Regions from separate parts of the Hordeum vulgare genome. Here region 2 is linked to region 1. A link is a contact called in public Hi-C data. All regions are on one chromosome and are shown on one strand. Each heading gives the region's core, a stretch centred on a gene start, on an enhancer-like site or on the middle of the called end of the contact. The rest is flanking DNA. Distances are from core to core; before and after follow the strand shown.

Region 1 (3,341 bases), core at 482-2,981:
TGGATGCTTTGGCGTCCTAGAAGCTTGGTGGTGCCTCGAAGCTCAATCATTGTGGTGTAAAGCTCTCGGCAAGCGTCGGGGTCTCAAATTAAGTTGTGGAGAATGCCCTGAGCATTTGAGGTCAACTCGAAGCCATATGCCATTGTGGGTAAGCTTCGTGGTGTCGTTGGGAGCCTCCAATTAAGCTGTGGAGTTTTCCCCAACCTTGTTTGTACGGGTTCGGTGACCATCCTCAAGGATCCCTTAGTGGAATCACGGCATCTTGCATTGTGCGAGGGCGTGAGGAGATTACGTTCGCTTTAGTGGCATCTTGGGGAGCATTGTGCCTCCACACCGCTCCAAACGAGGTTAGCATCCGCAAGGGTGTGAACTTCGGGATACATCTTCCCTCCGCGTGCCTCAGTTATCTCTTACCCGAACCCTTTACTTATGCACTTTACTTTGTGATAGCCATATTATCTATTGTTATATATCTTGCTATCACTTAGTTGTTTATCTTGCTTAGCATAAGTTGCTGGTGCACATAGGTGAGCCTAGTTGTTTTAGGTTTTGCGCTTGATAAATTAAACGTAAGTTTTATTCCGCATTTGTTCAAGCCTAAACCGTAATTATTTTAAAGTGTCTATTCACCCCCCCCCCCTCTAGGAGACATCCACGTCCTTTCAGATGTGTACCTTACTAGCTCTAGTAGTAGTGTGTGGGTATTTGATACCGGTTCGGTTGCTCATATTTGTAACTCGAAACAGGAACTATGGAATAAACGGAGGCACGCAAAGGACAAAGATGGTGCGCTTCAGAAATGGTTCCAAGGTTGATGTGATCGTCGTCGGCACACTCGCTCTTCGATTACCATCAGGATTATTTATGAACCTAAATAATTGTTGTTTGGTGTCTGCGTTGAGCATGAACATCATATGTGGGTCTTGTTTAATTCGAGACGCTTACTCATTTAAATCAGAGAATAATGGTTGTTCTATCTATATGAGTAATATCTTTTATGGTCATGCATCCAATGTGAATCGTTTATTCTTGTTGAATCTCGATTGTGATACACATGTTTATAACATTGATGTCAAAAGATGTAGAGTTAGTAATGATTGTACCACTTTCTTGTGGCACTACCGCTTAGGTCATATTGTTGTAAAAAGCAGGAACAAGCTCCATGCCGATGGACTTTTGAAATTACTCGATTTTGAATCACTTGATACATGTGAGCCATGCCTCATGGGCAAGATGACCAAAAACTCTATTTTCCGATACAATGGAACGGGCAAGTGACTTGTTAAAAATCATACATACTAATGTGTGTGGGATTTTTTTCGAAAGAATTGAGTGGCAAAAAGATAAAACTTGATGAAGTTAGTGAACCATCACTTCAATTAGAGAGTATCACGACACATTAAGATGTTTGTGTGACGCCTACACCAATTAAAGAGGAAGCTAATGACGATGATTCTGAAGCTTTAGATCAAGTTACTACCGAACCTCGTAGGTCGACAAGGACGCGTATTGTTCGTGAGTGGTACGATAATTATGTCTTAAAGATAGTAATGAACCGGTGGACCTGGATTCCAACAAATGGCTAAATGCTATTCGAGATAGGATCCATGTATGAAAATAAAATATAAATTTTAAAAATATTATGTAATAATTTTAAAGCTATTTAAAACAAATAAATCTTTGAAATGAAGAAGTGAGCCGCGTGGCGATGGATGTACAAGGGCTCACGTATCATAACTACAGTTGTGGATGGTCTTAACGTGATACTGACATCGTGTGCCCTCGCGGGCATGTTTACACGTGACTTTGTGTGTAAAATAGACTTTATGTAAATAAAAATGATGTTCCACAGTATCATTTTGTACTGTATTTTGTAAGGTGTCGTAGCAATCAAGATCGGCTTTACCGATGGTAGTACTCCTATTTTATAAGCCAACAGCATCAAGTCGTAAAAGATTGCCACTTCCAGCTTCACTAACTACTCGTACGCCGTAGAGAAATTCAGCCCCCACGCCCCTCTTCCGTCCTCTCCCAAATCGAAGCAGGACCCCGCAGCGAAGGAAGCCTTTCCAAACCCAACCGCCAGCACTACACAACACCGCGGCGCTGCCACTCAACTGATTACTACTACCTCCGCGTCGATCTCCGGAGGCCGGAGACGGCCGCCCAGTGCGTCGGCGGCAGCTTGAGAGATGGGCTGCTGCTTCAGCAAGAAGCGCATGAAGCATCCAGACGGCTCCGCTGCCTTCCCTCCCCGCTACAAGCCGGAGGACCGCGACCCCCCGCCCCCGCCGTCGCCGGAGGAGGAGAAGGTCAAGGAGGTGCTCTCGGAGACGCCGAGCACCAAGGTGGCGGCCGCGCCTAAGCCCGTCGCCAATGTCGTTGCTGTGGAGGAGCAAGACGTGCTGAAGGTGGAAGTGCTGAAGGTGAAGGCTAGTGTGGATCCCGCGGTGAGCGATCTCGGGAGCTGCCTGTCGATGGCCACCGACGAGAGGTCCGAGGCGGCTTCCGAGTCGTCCGTCGCGACCAGCTCGCTGGCGGGGCCGGAGCGGTCCCCGGGGAAGCCGGCCAGGAAGCGCGCCGTCTCCGGCGAGCTGGGGCTAGCCCGGCGCGACCGCGCTGTCGCCGCCGCCTACGGCGTGCGGTCCCGCAGCTGCCGGGGTTCGCCGTCCCCTCCTCCGCGGCGGGAGCCGCGGGATCGCTCCGTGCGGAGGTCGCCGTCGCCCGCGGCGAAGCGGGCGTCGCCGGAGCAGCATCGGGCCGCGAGCCCGGTCGCGTCCCTGCAGCGGAAGCCGCCCGTCCCGAGCAGGCCGTGCAGCCGCGCGTCGCCGCGCCGGGCGCGGGAGGCCCCTCCTCCGCTGTCCCCGCCCCCGCAGCCGGAAGAGGACGCCGTCACCACGGCAGGCGAGGAAAGCGTCGCGGAGGCCAATGCCGGGGCCGACGGCCAAGGCGCCGGCGGTGGCGAGGGGAAGGAGTCGCTGGAGAACCCGCTGGTGTCCATGGAGTGCTTCATCTTCCTCTGATTTGTCCGATTTCCCGCTATCCTCCTTCGAATGCCTCTCCACTAATCCCTGTTTAGGTGTGGCTGGCGTGCTGATTAACCTGGGCTGGGCTAGCAGCAGTAAGAAAAAAGGTGTAGCGGGTTCGCGGTGATGTAACGCTGCCGCCACCTTCCCGCGAAATGCTGGTGGCCTTTGTCTTACGCGTTGGGTGGGGTGGGGTCGTCTTCTTTGGCTCTTGAGGGTGATCCTTTGTTGTATTTTGCCCATCTGTTTAACTCAAAGATCGTCAAGCCTTGCTTCTGAGTGCTATGCTGCAATTTTCTTTCGGTTTTTGAGAAA
Region 2 (3,279 bases), core at 594-3,093, 250 kb before region 1:
GTACGTACGCGTCCATGTACCGGCCAGACCACCCATCAATCATCCATCAAGCTACTAGCTTGCTAGCTACACTGCGAGTACAAACTTTGATGATGATTTGATCTACGGTTCAAAAGCCAACAAAGACGCATGCGAACCGCTCGAACCGGCGACCTCGCCGTCGGAGCCCTGTCGGCCGACGACAGCAACAAGCCCGCGACACCCTCTTCTCTTCCCTTTCTCCCCCTTCCGTCCCGGTTCCATGGGCTACGACGCCCTCTTACGCTCTGTTCTCGCCTCGGGTCGCCACCGTCAGTGGTCGACTCCCACTACCACGGTCCTTTCCCGTCTTTCCTGAGCTTGGATTCAAGCCCCTGGCGAGCCCTCCTCCGTTCCCCTCTCTTTTCCCTCCTTTTTCGTTGCCATAGCCGTCGTGCCCGAGCAAACCGTCACCGGTTGGCCATGGCCATCATGGCCACAAGCTCGAAGAGCTCGAGCTCGGTTCGACCCCATCCTCCGCACACCTTCCCTGGCTGCACGAGTGTGCGCCCACACGCCCTTGCACCGCGCCCATGTGCCCACGGCCGGTCGTCCACGTGCTCCGTCGCCGGCCGGTTGGGGAAACGAAGGAGAGGTGAGAGCTCGGCCTAGGTCGGTTGGAGAAACGGAGGGGAGCACGGGAGGGCTGGACCGCACCAAATTCGTCGAGCTACGCGTGTTGCACCTCCTCTCTATCGACCCAGGACAACTTCCCCCACGCTCCAAATCTTGTTCTTCTCCGGCTAGAGGAGGAGCACGGGAGAGGGAGAAGAGGAGTAGGAGGCTGGAACGGCGGTGGGCTCGCTGGCGGTCGCCAGCGGCGACCAGCCAGAGGCCATGATGGCGCGGCACAAGGCAGCGGCGGCCATGGGGTGGGGCGTGGGGGAGGCAATGCCGTGGCGGCCATTTAAGTGATATTTTTTTTTTGAAAAGTGAGTTAGATGACGTGGCGGCTGATTTAACGCTGACTAGGCTTACCATATGAGGAATTCAACGATGCAGAACTTGGTCAACTCATACCATGTCAGCAAAATACGTTGGATAAGATAGCGGTGACCTGACACGTTTCACTAAGTGTATTTCGACCTTTTTAAATGCAGTGATAAAATTGAACTTTAGATCAGTTTCAGATACCGTAGATGTAATTTTCTCGGCGGATGGACCAAAGGGTTTGCCTGTCGTGCCCGTGAAAGCACACGCGTGCCCTCATCCTCCGCTGTAGCGCGATGCCGCAGCGATTCGCCCTCGGAGCCGTCGGGACGGACTTTTGCCGGCAAGAAACTGAAATGCATGCGAGCGAAGCGTACCATTTTATTGCCGCGCTCTGCACCTGCAACTTGAGAGTTATCCACCGCCCACTGAAGCAACATGGTACGGTTTACGATCAATGGATGGCCTAACAGTACGGCAAAGGTTGTCCAAGCAGAAGCAGATTGATGCAACTGCTAGCAGCACACTGCGGAACTGCACGGAGACTCTTCACAAACGTACTCGTGCTACTCCCTCCATTCATAAATATAATTTTTTAATCGATTTCACTAAGGGTCTACATACAGAGCAAAATAATTGAATTTATACTCTAAATTATGTCTATATACATCCGTATGTAGTCCACTAGTAAAATCTCTACAAAGACTTATACTCCCTCTGTTCCAAAATAACTGTCTCAACTTTGTACTAGTTTTAATATAAAGTTATATTAAAATTAAGATACTTATTTTGAAATGGAGGGAGTATTTACGAACCGAGGCAGTACTATACAACTCATGGCCGGTGGCCAGAGCGCGCGGATACGCTGCATCATGTCGACGTAAAAGTAGCACTTACATGAAAGCTCCGCTGTGCATGAGCTCGCGCAGGAACTGGCCGATGCAACAGTACGACATGGAATACGGGGGTCTGGGATTCGATTCTCACTGTACGCCACAGTATATCGCGTGCTTGCGCGAGCACGACGCGTCTATTAATAGCGTAGGCGCGTGGGCGTATGCGTAGCTGCAGCCTGCACACTTTAGCGTGTTGCGTCATTGCGAGCCAGCGACTACGACGGAGCAAGGCGACCTGACGTGCATTTGTTTGCTCGAAATTACTATGCACGCGGCAGAATCTTATCCGGTTTTTGTACGAAATAAACAACGAATCTCATCCGATTTGTTTGCGTGTGTGAACACATCGTAGCATCCTAGGAATGGGGGCAATATGGTCACGTCCAGTCCTCCCGTGTTTCCCCGTCAACTGCACATACTTCCACGGTCTTGAGTGGTCAGCAGGGAGGAGAGGAGACCGGGCGTCCACGTGCACCTCGGGCCCGGTGGTGAAAATGCGTTGAGTCGTAATATAACTAAAAAACATCTCATATTTCGGGCTGAAGATAATTGTATTACGTTTCAAAATATTTGGAAGTCAAATTATGCAGAACGTATAATTTAACAATTTGGACATATCCCGGTGCAGTTTATAAGCCAATGAACCATACCCGTCTCATCAAGATAACCCTTCGGTCCCACGAGCACGTGCCAACCTTCCCTTACCTATTTCCTTTTTATTATTTATAAAGTTTAAATCTAAAATCTCATTAATCAAGGTACATTATAAGTGGATCACACGAATTTTGTGGATACAATTCTCCAATGAAACATTTTCCACTTATTCAACTTTTGAGATAATAAATGCAACATCCTTTTCTTTTATTGGGCTAGCACGATGCATGAAGAATGAGATGCATGCACGATCATTAATTCTCTCATTTTTATTAAATATGACATGAGACTCAAAGCTTTTTAATTCATTTGAACTCAAAGTGAGCCTACTAGTATAACGAAAACCTAATCTTTTTAAGATTGAGCCCTATAAACCGAAAATGAGAGAAGAATATTAATTTTATCTCGAAATTACTCAGTGATTTTAGTTGGTCTGTTCAAAGTGTGGAAAGTGCTTAGAACATCACCCATCGGTCTCACCAAGTTGTTTCATTCGGACTCACCAAAATACCTAAAGTTCAGAACTTTTGTACTAGTCGGTCTCGCCGAGTGGTTTTACCCGGTTTCATCGAGTAGTGCATAAACTTGTGTAACGACTAGAATTTAGGAGCCACCTATATATACCCCTGCTCACTCTACCTGCTCACACAAAACAACCATGATGAAGCTACCATTTATTATATCTATTTTATAAGAGAGAACCACCTACACTTACAAAGATCAAGGGGATTCCACTTCAACCTCCAATCCTTGATTTCTAGTCTCTCCAATTGCTTTTCAC

The links. A called contact is a pair of places that touch in the nucleus more often than the background predicts.
Region 2: a Hi-C map of leaf shows a contact between it and region 1, with 4 times the contacts expected there. The contact joins the enhancer-like site here to the promoter of LOC123440334 in region 1. A contact is called at or near these places in 1 of 6 Hi-C or Micro-C datasets (leaf) and 1 of 1 datasets of contacts at active chromatin or transcription factors (embryo).

What each region holds. Positions count from the first base shown.
Region 1 is chr3H:509,885,755-509,889,095 of MorexV3_pseudomolecules_assembly, reverse strand. LOC123440334 (serine/arginine repetitive matrix protein 1-like) reads left to right here and starts at 1,731. Exons shown (of 1, transcript XM_045116906.1): 1 at 1,731-3,305. The coding sequence starts at 2,193. The coding sequence ends at 3,023.
Region 2 is chr3H:510,133,340-510,136,618 of MorexV3_pseudomolecules_assembly, reverse strand. No RefSeq gene overlaps it. Among protein-coding and RNA genes, the nearest start is that of LOC123441942, 180 kb to the right of the region's middle. Within about 2 kb of position 1,843, at least 3 of the 3 cell types and tissues checked have open chromatin away from gene starts, as enhancers often do. A contact at or near this core is called in leaf, where this site is marked.